Linked DNA regions of Mus musculus: region 1 is linked to region 2. A link is a contact called in public promoter capture Hi-C data. All regions are on one chromosome and are shown on one strand. The core of a region is the stretch at or near the end of the contact, and the rest is flanking DNA. Distances in the headings are between cores, read along the strand shown.

Evidence for each region. Promoter capture Hi-C pulls out the DNA fragments that hold promoters and counts their contacts.
Region 1: a contact with region 2 is called in a promoter capture Hi-C map of the C10 cell line, with 2.3 times the contacts expected there. The contact joins the enhancer-like site here to the promoter of Trf in region 2. A contact is called at or near these places in 2 of 39 promoter capture datasets (both in the C10 cell line), 1 of 484 Hi-C or Micro-C datasets (nephron progenitors), 2 of 115 datasets of contacts at active chromatin or transcription factors (both in embryonic stem cells) and 2 of 9 other capture datasets (adipose tissue and liver).

Annotation. Positions count from the first base shown.
Region 1 is chr9:103,076,036-103,082,094 of GRCm38.p6, reverse strand. Slco2a1 (solute carrier organic anion transporter family, member 2a1) reads right to left here. Exons shown (of 14, transcript NM_033314.4): 10 at 5,006-5,171; 11 at 2,483-2,646. Among named protein-coding and RNA genes, the nearest start is that of Rab6b, 33 kb to the left of the region's middle. Within about 2 kb of position 3,479, at least 35 of the 459 cell types and tissues checked have an H3K27ac peak or open chromatin away from gene starts, as enhancers often do.
Region 2 is chr9:103,227,299-103,233,980 of GRCm38.p6, reverse strand. It overlaps Trf (transferrin), which reads left to right and starts at 3,695. Exons shown (of 17, transcript NM_133977.2): 1 at 3,695-3,807; 2 at 5,913-6,085. The coding sequence starts at 3,765.

The sequences.
Region 1 (6,059 bases), core at 2,230-4,729, 150 kb after region 2:
TCTCCGCCTGGCATCTATCAAAAACGTGGATATTCCAGGAGAGTTGGATGTAAACTTGGGTTTGAGAACCAATAGTCTGTATTGTTTTCAGGACTGTCCAGAGACTTCTTGGAAAGAAAGCAGGCAAGAGAGACCAAGTAGAAAGGAATTTCTGGCTGGATGCTTAGACAGCAGGTCTGAACAACACCCACAGAATATCTTGTACCAGGAAAAGAGGGCCCTGGGCTATCAGCTTCTGTGCAGATCTGAAACATTTCCTTGCCCTGGGCCAGCTTTGTAAGGTGTGACTTGAATAGCTGCATAGGATGCTGCCGTCAGAAAGGCCCAGCTTTGGTTTACGTATGTCTTGGAGTTCTTAAATGATTCACAAGCCAAAGTCTTTACAGTTTCATTTGCATTGGGTCCTGTGGATTCTGTGCGTGGTCCTGCTTTCTACCTTTTCTCCTTCAAGAGGGGGATGGCAAAGCCAGGTAAAGAGGTTCAGCTCTCCCTAGAGAGCTGCCACCTCAACTGGAGAGTGAAAAGGGGGTTGGCATCTGACACACAGGGTTGAGGAGCTCAGAGCAGTGGTAGAAGCGCCTGCTGTGTGACCAGACTCTGGCTTCTCCACGTTTTCACACCACATACTCCTGGCTGGGTGATTATCATTTGGAAAAGAATTTGGAGCCGAGGACAGAGTGGAAAAGAACTCAAAAGTGGCCTCCAGATCATTCCATATTATCTTACAACCATTGCCAAAGTTAGTCGGCATCTGAGAGACATCCCCAGGGGGATGACCCAGTGAAGGGAGGCTCTTTGGAGTTCAAGTAGGAGAAAGAGGGACCATGTGGGATCTCCCAGTGGACAGTGCCTGGAATTCCAGTTGAATGGATGTTCTTTCCCTCTGTATCAGCTTGTCTCCAATGGCCCGATCCATAATGGATGACTTCGATGGCCAATCTTCATTGCTAACGTATGGATCTGGAATGACCTGGGAAACAAATCTCTTGGTGTATCCATGAAGATGTATCCTGAGGGATTTGACTAAGTTGGGAGGACGTAATCCTGAATGTTCATGGTACTATTTAGTAGTTTGAGGTTCTGGGATGAATGGAAAGAGACTAGACTTGGATAGAGTAAAATACATGTGCTAACCAAGTGCTCTGTTACTAAGCTACATTATTGACATGGCAGCTGGTCCTTCCTCATTGCTTAGCCTTCTGGAGAGATAGGTCCTAATCAATATGGAGAACACCAGCCCCCATGTCTTTTCTGAGGTAGGGCAGTGGTCTTCAACCTTCCTAAGGTTGCGACCCTTTAATACAGTTCCTTATGCTGTGGTGAGCCTCCCAACCACTAAATTATTTCGTTGTTACTTCCTAATTTTAATTTTGCTAATGTTATGAATTGTAATGTAAATTCTGTGTTTTCTGATGGTCGTAGTAGGCAACCCCTGTGAAAGAGTCAGTCAACCCCCAAAGGGATTGTTACTCAAACATTGAGAACCTTGTAAGGTAGGGTCTCATATTGCTTAGGCTGGCTTGTAACTTACTATCTAGGCAAAGAAGACCTTGAACTCTTGGTTCTCCTACTTCCAAGCACTAGATTTATAGATGACACCACCACGCCCAGCAGAGGAGCTTCTGTTTACGAAGCGATTGACCTTGTAATTGCTCACACTCACACTTGGAGGTGGGTATCACTATCTTCCTTTCATAGTCAAGGAAACTGGGAGTCATGAGGTCAGGCAACACCCAAGACACTCAAGTAGAGACTTTTAATCTGATAGGGAGTTTTCAACCTTTGTGTTTCTCCTTCTCTGCTTTCCAAGTAAGCTGATGGGGCTGGATGGGAGGTCAGAGAGGCAGGCAGGAGGTGGTTAGATGAACTTGGGTGAGATTTCTTTTCTTTTTTCTTTTTCTTTTCTTACATTTTCCTTCTTGGTAGAATGAGAAGAGGGAACGCTCTCTATTAAAAACCAGACACTTCTCTTGACCCCACCCTGGTTCCTGGTCCCTTGTCCCTCCACTCTGAGCACTGAGTCCCCAGTCTCCTGCAAATTTCACGTTTTCAGCCCTTTCTCACAGTGTTCGCTTTGCTTCTGGAACTTTCCTCAGTTTCTGACTTGCTGATTTCTCCTCTTTTAATATTGAAGAACAAGTGAATCTTTACCCACAGCCTGTCTTGAACCTGCGGCTCAACCTTTCGACAGTTCCACCATCCCGGGCTATGATTTAACTTCCCACAAATAAAGATGGGGGTGCCAACAGGGCCTATGTTTCATGGATACTAGGAGCCTGGGCCAGGCTTCCCTACCAGGAGCTCCTCCTGGGACAGGGAACTCCTGCCATCAGTGTACCTATTGTCTTCTCACCATTAGACACTTGTAGGTTGCTGTTAAGACTCCCCAGTTAAGGGAGGAGAGACTCTGAGTAGGAGACAGGATGTACTGTCAAAGAGAGGGTGTGGAAGCAGCAGCCAGAGGCTCAGAGATTTCACTCACCGTAGGACCATCATGTAGAGGGGGTTGTGGGAGACGCAGGCAATGAGTGCCACAAAGGAGATGAGGAAGATGGACGGGAGCAGCAGCTGTGCACAGGATGTAGGGCAGGAGCCTGTCTTGGCCGATGCGGATCCTCCAGTCACACAGCTACAGTTCAAATAGATCTTGAAGAACAGGAGGGGCCACGTCATGATTTAACCTCTGTATGTTTCACATATCCACACTGCCTCCCTCTAATATGAACGAATCCCTCTGCCCTCCCTTCAGCCCTCCAGGGATGGAGGAAAAGCTAGGATTCAAAGACTGAAGAGGTCAGATGAGGGTTTTAGAGTGCCCCATGGGGTCCTGGCTCTTTCACTTTGGGGACATTAGAAATGGTCTTCACGGTCTGGAGAGATGGCTCGGCGGTTAAGAGCACTGACTGCTCTTCCAGAGGTTCTGAGTTCAATTCCCAGCAACCATATGGTGGCTCACAACCATCTGTAATGAGACCTGATGCCCTCTTCTGGTGTGTCTGAAGAGAGTGACAGTGCACTCACATGCATAAAATAAATAAACAAATCTTTAAAATAAAAAAAAGAAAGAAATGGTCTTCACCAAGAGTCCAGCATGGGATGAACTCCTGCAGTCTTCCAACATCTGAATGCCCAAGATCCCATCACCAGGCAAAGCACCCTCATCAGCTCAGCGCCTGGAACCTGGGAGCTCTCCTCCCGGTCCAGCCCGCTCTAGTGGTTGCGCAAGTTGTTATGGGAGAAGGTATGTTCCGGGAGTAGAGGAAACAATAACAGAGTCTCTTGAATGCTCTGTAGCACTCCCCACTGAAGAGGTGTACTTTGACCTAAGAAGAGCCCCCAGAGGAGGACCCTGCCTCATCATAATTCTATGTGGCTCAACACTGCTGTTCGACTCATTTGGCGGCCACCGTTCATCTGGTCATCTTTGCCTTCCCTCCTTGCAGTGGCTGATGGCCCAGCCTATGATGACGTTGGTGTCAGAGCTGTTATGGGGCTGAGCCAACTAATGAGCTAGAGGAGGCCTCCCTCTGTCAGTCAGTGGGACTGTGGCCCTCAAGCTCAGAAGTTCCTAACACACGATATTGCCGTAACCTCCCGCAATCTGGATCTTAAAATACTAAGACTTTATCCCCCTTATAATTTATTATTTTTTCCCTTGCTATCATGGTAATGGATTTTGTCTTGATGTACTTGTGCTGTTATTGGAAGCTTGTCAAGATTATTTCTGGAAGTAGATGAGTCAGCGGAGAGTAAATAAAGATAAGAAAACCACAGAAGCCACCACTCTTCCAGTTAAGAGGCAAACTAAGGGGCCATCTTGTCTTAGCTCCTCACCCTTCTCTACCTGAGAGCCAAGGGCCTTTGCCCATAGTGACAGACAGGGGAAGCTTTTTTCTGTGACCTCGCAAGAGGTGGTAAGTGGGGGCTAGCCTGGCCCATGGCCAACACACATGGCCGACACACAGGTGCATTCTTCCTATGGGGGCATCCTATAGTAATGACATAGACGTTCCATTGTTCTCATCAGAGGGAGTTAAGAGGGGAAATAATCTCCCTCCTAAGTCTGGCTTGCCTGGCCCTGCCCAGCTCTGGACCTGTTGATCCCTTGTCCCGATAGCTGTGACACTTGTCGCTTAGCGCCGACCAGGCCTTTCCTCAGCTTCTCTGGTGCACTGGCACCTGTGCTTCCCTCGAGTGCAATGGGCTTCCAGGTTTCCATAGGATTCTTCTGGTCTTTGCTCAAGGGTAAGTCACCTCAGGAAGTCCCTCAGCATTTATCGTGTGCATTTATCGGACTGGATGTAAACTGTGAGACCAGGGCTTTTGGTTGACATGGTGGCTGCACACATGGATTTCTGACTAAGAGACAAACCTGGAGGAGGCATTTGCTGTTTCCTGATCCCAGAAGGCCTGGGGTCACTGTCCTCACATATTGTCAGACAAGTCCCCATAGGTCTAGGTCTAAGAAGGAGACACATGGCCTTGAAGACCAGGTGAAGAGAGATTTTGTTTCTAATCCTAGATTTGAACTTAATTTCATGGCTTCAGGCCAACTCTGTGGCACTCCTGGGAGAGGAGGGCTTGAAACGACTGCTGCTCCCAGCACTGGCCTCTAAGGTCCAAGTCACAGGGGACCCTCTGCTCTCAGGCCATGTGACTCTGTAATATGGCCTGAACCCAGAACCCAGAACCCAGAAGTTCCCCCCTGCCACAGGGAGCCATTAGTATCAGTCACAAGTTTCCGCTGAGAGCGACTGCTCGGACTTGTTTCTGTTGTTTTGCCAAGTTCCCAAGAATGAACTCGTTGGTCTCCAGCCAATCTTTAACTGACTTTGGGCTGTGGGCATCTGGTCATGACCCCGGGGCAGAGAAGGATGAGAGATGGTGGAGGGGGCTAAGACGCTGATACTGACGGCCAAGGAACGGTTTTTGAGGTGACACACTGAGCCCCAAAGCTCCATGTGGTTCTGTCGACCCCTGTGACCCCCTTCGTCGTTGTCCTTACTGGTTGCTTAGAAGCTGCTGAGCTCACGTTGAGGCTGCTGCAGCCAGCATGGCAGGGGGAGAGGTACTCGACTCCATTGTCTCCGCAGACAGGGTGGAAGACGGAATCTGGGCACAGGCAGTCCCTGCGGCAGGCGGGAGGCTGCGGATGTATAGAACTTGGTGTGCTGCCAGGCGAGACAGGAAGAGAAGAGAATCAAACAAAGCAAGACCAAGAAACAGCACCACACTCCAGCCCAGCACGAGGTCCTGGCCTGGCTGATGTGCCTGCATACCCCCGTTTGTCTTAGGCCAGTGCTGTCCCAGAATCTGAACGGAGCCGGTGGGAGCCGGCTGTGAGTCTGCCATGGTTTGGACATCATGGCCCTCTCCATTCTCCTGACCCTGGGAACCCAAACCCACCCATTACTCAGTTGTAAAGGTCTAGCCAGAAAACACCCATGCCACTGTCAGAGTTAAAATGACTGACAGCCTGAAGCTCTGTTGAAGGAAGTGGTCTACGCTACAGTGAAGTCATTAGAAACATTTGCCTTCTCTTATGGCCCAGCTAGGTGCTGGCTGAGACCTTTGGAGGCCACTGAGGTTTTTATAGACTGTTCATCTCCTGAAACAAATGGATTCACTGATCTGGGTCTGTCCATTCGCCTTCCTATCCTGGGCCAGAACTTCATCGAAGTGGATTTCGATGGCTGTTCTTACTGATCTTCTTTGGGGAAGTTCTGATGGCTGAGTAGTGCATTGATAAACAGTAGCAGTGGATGTTGGCATTTATGGGACATCACAATGGAAGGGCCTTTTTGTTTACGGATAACTTCCTCATAGCAACAAAGAGTGTCATATCTAGAACTCAGGCCAGGCAGGTGACAGAGGTGGGACCAAACTCCCACTGAAAACCACCTCAAGGACCCCAAGCTTTCAGGTTTCTCTGGGTCCCCAGCTTCTCTGGGTCCCCAGTCAGCCTGCAGAACGGTGGTGAGTTTCTCACTCCCTCACTCGAGGCAATGTTCCCCTCTTTTGTTCTGCTTTCCTCTGTCATCTGTCAGCTACAGAGGAGG
Region 2 (6,682 bases), core at 2,446-4,945:
GAAAAAGCTGTGTCCCTGGTTGAGAAGTTCACCTACAACCAGTGTGTCTGATTTTGTATGCTGGCATTACCACATCCCTTTGTGGTTCTTTCTCATATCTAGACGGAGGTTCGTAAGCACCAATCCCGGGGCTGTAGTGAGAGATCGGTGAAGCCCCGCTGAAAGTCTCAGCCATTGGTGAGGTGCTCAGGGGGACAGTGAGTATCCAGAGGGTCTCTGGTTTAGAATAATTAAACACACAAGTGAAGACACAGACACAGATGTTTGCAGCCCCCAAGAACACAGAGCACTGTGATGCCAACTTCCCATCCCAACACATCCATTCCTACGGAGACACATAGGCCTGAGCAGTCAATATAACCAGGGTTGTATCCACACGTACACCTCAAAAGGAAACATTGTCTGAAGAATGGCAGACACGGGGCTTCTCCTGATTAAGACCCAATGGCACGGACCTCTCTACCAGGTATGTGTGGATGACACGGTAGCTCTAGATACTGATGTCAAACTGGAACTTTCTCCATGGGCTATGCGCCCCTCTGGGATTGAACTCAGGGGATCCTTCTGAAGTAAGACCTTGAGGTGGCTGGTCTGGTGAGGACCCAGTGAGGCCAGACACTTTGCTAATAAGCCTGTGGCTGGAGGAATAGCTTGAGGTAGACTCATTATGTGTCCATGGGAGAGGATGAGGCAGGGAGAGTCACTTTCTAGTTGTATTCCATGCCCTCCTCTGAACTTCCCTAAGTTTGTGTTATACGTTCAACACCTCACAACGCCCCTCCCCCCTGCTTCCTGCTTCCTGGCAGCCCCTGCAAGCTCGCTGCAGGGCCTAACCAAGGCATCCGCTGGATGTGTATCTATCGCTCTGCTGGGTGTCTCCTGCCTCCAGGTGTCCAGTGAATCCAGACTCCATCCTAACGCCGGCTGTGGGGTGGCAGTGGGAATATAGCCTTCCTGCATAAGGACCCCCAAGAGGGTCAGGGGGACAGAGCACAGAGCAACTGTGGCTTCTCTTCCTCATTAGTGATGTACATATTGCCCAGTGTCCCTGCTATAAACCGATGGTCTCCAAAGTGCTCCTTTCTCAGGGACACCATTTATTGTAATGGCCCAGTGATACTTTCTGCTATTGCAAAAGATTAGCCAGCCAGCACTGGTGCTCAGCGTGTGGGTTGGCCCTGTTTCCTCGCCTGGGTCCACAGGCCAGACAGGAACATGTGATATGAAGCTTCTGAGGGGCCTGGGGGGAGATGGGGGTCCTCTCAGCAAATGACTGACAAAGGAAAGGAGTTCTGAATGCTTGCGACACTCTGTCCCTGTCCTGGTTTTTTGGCAGTTTTGTTTCCATGTTTAAGTTTTTCATATGTCCAGTTACATGGGTGTGTTAGGTTAGAACATTTGACCTTTGGGCTGAGATGGCTCAGCAGGCTAACCAGTTTCAACCTGATAACTTGAATTTGATCTCCAGAACCTTCCTCCACAGTGGAAGAACAGAGCTGACTCTTGGAAGTTGTCCTTTGACCTTCGCACTGTGACATATGACACATGTGTGCTTGCCCTTGGACATACCACAACTTTCTCTCTAACCATCCCAGGACATACACACACGTACCTTTAAAACATTCCTGTCAGAGACTGGGATTACAATGGGAAAAGTCACTTTGTGTTTGGGTTCATAAGTGCCAGTGCACAAAAACCAAAGCAGCCAAATTAGCATGTTGACCGACCAAGTCTGGCCTGAGCTCCTCTCTGTCAACTAAACAGAGAATCAGACCCACATCACCTTCCTGCTCCTGCTACAGACGTCCAGGCTACCAGTTCTTGCACAGGAGAAGGACAGCAACAGAGTCCTGTGTCTGCTACTCTTCTGAGGGGTTGACAGGACCCGGCTAGCCATGGGGATGTACATGCCACATGCTTGCACGGGAGGCCCAGGTCTGTGAATGTCTACAGGAGATGTGAAGATGAGAGGCTGGCGCCATGACGTTCAGTGTTCTTGGTGGCCCAAGACACATCTGCACATGTCCCCAGTTGTGTGTTTAATTCCACACCAGAGAGCTTCTGGTCACCCACGGCTCCTCTTGAATACCTATGGCCGAGATGTGCTGAGAGCTTCACCGGGCTCTTTCCGCAGCCTGAAATCAGAGCGTCAACATCCTGCAGACTTGACAAGGAAACCAAGGACCAGAGAGGACAGGACCCTGATTAAATCCAGTAAGAAACGGTTGTTGAAAACCCTAAATTCCCTTGGTGATTCGCCTTGACCTTTCCCTGAGTGTATATGGAGCCTGGGATAGTACACTTGGTGATATACCCAGAGGGACATTTTCAAATGCCCATTTTTTTTTGACTTCATCATTTCAGAATCTTCCAGTCCATGTACAGGATTGAAATGCACAACTCTAGTGAGAGTTGAAACGGCGGCACGTATGGAGGGTGCAAGCGAAACGTTTCTGTGATGAATGCAGTCAAAGCAGTTTGGTGACTACTTAATCAGGGGTATCAGGATGCCAAGGAAGCCAAAGCCAACCATCAGACTGGTGGATGCTCAAAGCCAACCATCAGACTAGCACCCCAATGGAGGAGTTAGGCCAAGGACTGAAGGAGCTGAAGGGGTTTGCAAACCCATAGGAAGAACAACAATATCAACCAACCAGACACCCCCCCCCAGCTCCCAGGGACTAAACCACCAACCAAAGAGTACACATGGAAGGACCGTCCCATGGCTCCAGCTGCATATGTAGGAGAGGATGGCCTTATTAATGGCATCAATAGAAGGAGAGCCCCTTGGTCCTGTGGATGGATGCCCCAGTGTAAGGGGATGCTAGGAAGGTGAGGCAGGAGTGGGTAGATAAGTTGGGGTGGAGGGGGTGAGAGGTGGGGGAGCACCCTCATAGAAGCAGGGGAAGGGGAATGGGATAGAGCGTTTTTTTCAGAGGAGGATAACATTTGAAATGTAAATAAATAAAATAACAACAACAAAAAAAAGGAAGCATCCTCTTTATGCTTACACTGGCCCTTTGTTCTGAGCCTCACAGTTTGACCACTTCCTGGCAGTGGGAGAGAGTTTCTTGTCCCTGTGACTGTTTCTAGCCCGGATTGTCTCACCAGAAGCTCAAGGGCAGGAAGCTTTCAGCTCCAGAGCAGGCCAGGCCTGGCAGGGATAGAGGGAGGGAGAGCTGCCCCCGGACTGTTGCTGGGATCATGGCGTGCTGCCTCTCTGACCTGAGCCAAGTTTCCCAGTTAGGTTCCTTCTCCGGTTCTAGTCTGCCGTCCTAGGCAGTTTCCCTTCCGCTCAAGCCTCAGTCTCCCCCCCCGCCCCCCTATAAGGTTGATGAAGCTGTTGGCAAGTAGAAGCCCTGGCACCCGGGAGCAAGCCACTCCCGCCCAAGCAGCTGTACCATGCTGCTCCAGGCAGTGATAACAAAGAGTGGGTTCTGCTTTTAGCTTCCTTCTAAACACAGGCTTTTTGAGTGAGTGTGTGTGTGTGTGTGTGTGTGTGTGTGTGTGTGTGATTGTCGTGGTAGTGGATTCCATGCGCAGTTCTGTCCCACAGCTCAGGAAATGAGGTGATCATCAGGGCAAGAAAGGAAGGGGGTGGATGCGGGGTGATTGGGCAATTGGACTGCGCAAACACAAGAGGTCAAAGATTGCGCCCAGCCGGCCCCCTCCCTCCGTGCATAAAGGCGAGCGGGCCACGGGCAGGCGGCGCAGAAGCGGGTCGGTCTGTACTCCCCGCTCCTCGCCACACACACACCGAGAGGATGAGGCTCACCGTGGGTGCCCTGCTGGCCTGCGCTGCCCTGGGTGAGTGTGCGTGCAGGGGATGACTGGCTGGCTATGTATGCAACCCTTAGGAGCTAAAGCTGGAAGTCCCAGCTTCCAGCCCCTTGCTTCTTCTCTGTGGTATCTTCATCTTCCATAGCGTAGGAACAACGTGGATCCACATGCATCTGGGGCTCTGATTCAGTCTCTACCTTTCACTATCCTCATCACGCTGTCTCCCCTATGTCCAGTAATTTGAAGATATGGTATACGCGATGTTAGAAAACTTTTAACCAGTTTACCCAGGCGCTATCCCGGGGCCTCAGTATAGTCCAAACAGCATGGTGTGGTAGTCACAACTTCCTGAGATCTAATCCTGCTATCTCTCCTTTGTCTGATGCCTCCTTGGATGCCTTTGGCGCTGGTGGCTTAGACTAGGGTGTGGGATTTGAAGCCAGAATTCTGGGGTTCAAATCATACCTGTATTTCTCCTGCGACGGGTCTTGCTTGTTACCGCACATGCCTGGGAGGGTCAGGTGAGGGTGAGGTCACAGGTCCCAGTCCTGCATCCTGCTGACTCCTCACCAGAGGGGGGGGGGGTCTCAAAGACCCAAATGCCTGCTCCAGTTGGACTGTAGTTAGCATTTGTCACAGTGTTGGGGCTGTCTAGTTTGAGTGATTTGTCATCCCTAACAACTGTCAGCCTGAAACAGGCTTCCGTGCTTGTTAGCTCAGGACACCTTGTGTGGCTATGCACAGTGACACCGGACCAAGGTCAAAATTTACAAGTTAGACGAACTAGTTTGAAGAGGCTAGAGAGGTCGTCTATCCCTCTGGCCACGGTGAACTAAAGGGAAGGAGCTGGGGACGATCAGTCTCCCTGTTGTCCTTCCTCATCCATCCTGAGGTCCATTGGCCTCACCCACCCCGATCCATGCTTAGTGATTTGTGGGCTTGCTGAGTCAGTAAGTCAGCCCTGCTGAATTGCCCGAAAGGGAAGGGATGTGACAAGAGCTAGGAGTGCCAGGTCCCACAGACGGCATCTCTCCATCGTGTGGATTTCAGTGGTGACCCAGCTGGGGAGATGGTACAACTGGGCAGATGCTTAGCATGCAAACACCAGGACCTAAATTCAGAACCCCAGCAACCATGTAAAAAGCTGGGTACCGCAGTGCCCTGGGGAAGCAGACACAGGAAGATCCCAGGGAACCCACAGTGCCCTGGGGAAGCAAACACAGGAAGATCCCAGGGACTTTCTGGCCAGACAATCTAGTGGAACCAGCAAGGCTCAGATTCAGTGAAAGACACTGTCTCCAAAAAAATCAGGCAGAGAGTAATAGCGGGAGACACCGCACGTTGCCCTTTGTCCCCCACCCCCACCCCCCATGTGTTCCCATCTGCACATGCACACACCACATGGGAGCCCGATTATATAAGCACATACACACATCGTGATACACGTAATTGTCTTCAGCTGATTCTCTAAATGGCGGCCCAAAGGGGGTAAAGCATCCAGGGAAGGTTTGGTAGAAACAGAAGCCTGCTGCATAGAAGGGAGTTCCTAGCCTTTTCTCAACAGAAGACAGCTGAAGAGTATCACAGGTGAACTCGTGATCAAACTGTCGCTCAGAGAGACGCAAAGCTTCTAAGATCGTTATCTTCCCCTGGGGCCTGGCCATCAGACCTAGTGTCTGGGCTGCTAACAAACATGATGACGTAGGACAAACCTGCTTCCTCCCCCAAGGCCAGCTTTCTCATTTCTAAAAGACGGTATGCCTTTCCTAGAGTTGGTGTCTAGAGCCTTGTCTGAAGGTGGCTGAGGATGGTGTTTGCCCACTGAAGTTCACATTTTGATGTGGACCTTCAGCCAAGGCAAAAGAAGAGCAGGTTGTCACCTTCAGCTACCCCAGCATCTCTCTAAGCAGCCCAGGGTTAGGTGGGAACATGGCAGACCGTTGGGGCGAACGGATTCATCTGTTCCCAGGATCGGAGTGCAGCAGAGCCCTGTGCTCTGTCATGACTGCCACCAGGGATGAGAGGAGGGTGGAACAGAGGAGAGGTGGCCATTAAGACCCTTCGTAAAGTGGTGCGTTCTCTCCCCAGGCACGGGGAGCGGGTCCTTTATGCCTCCGCCTTCTCTCCTGCAGGGCTGTGTCTGGCTGTCCCTGACAAAACGGTCAAATGGTGCGCAGTGTCAGAGCACGAGAATACCAAGTGCATCAGCTTCCGTGACCACATGAAGACCGTCCTTCCGCCTGATGGCCCCCGGCTTGCCTGTGTGAAGAAAACCTCCTATCCGGATTGCATCAAGGCCATTTCTGTAAGTCCTGCTGCCGGGAACGGTAGCCCCTATACGCCTCTGGTTTGACTCACTTGTGGAAAAAAAAAAATTGAACTGGGGGGTGGGGACTGTCAGGTGTCCAAGTAGACAATTATACCAAGAGTGGCAGGAAGAGGATCATTCCAAGGCTTGAATTCTCCTGTCCATCCGGGTGTGGCCGCACACGTAGGTGGCCATGGCATGCTAGCTCCTACTGTTTCAGGGGCCCAGGACTATAGGGAAAAGCAGTAAGCTTTTCAGTGTTAAGACTAGCACCTTCTGGGCTAGTGAGATGGGCTTCTGAAGGTCCTGAGTTCAAATCCCAGCAACCACATGGTGGCTCACAACCATCCGTAATGAGATCTGACACCCTTTTCTGGTGCATCTGAAGACAGCTACAGTGTGCTTAGATATAATAATAAATAAATCTTTAAAAAAAAAAAAAAACAAAGACAGCACCTTCAGGGTTTTCACCTCCATGACAGCACCCACAGAGGAGCTTACAGGGACTCTCAAAACACGAGGGTCTCTGAATGACAAACCCCACTGTGTGGCCGAGCATGGAAACAGATATAAGAACCCAGCCACCCACAGACC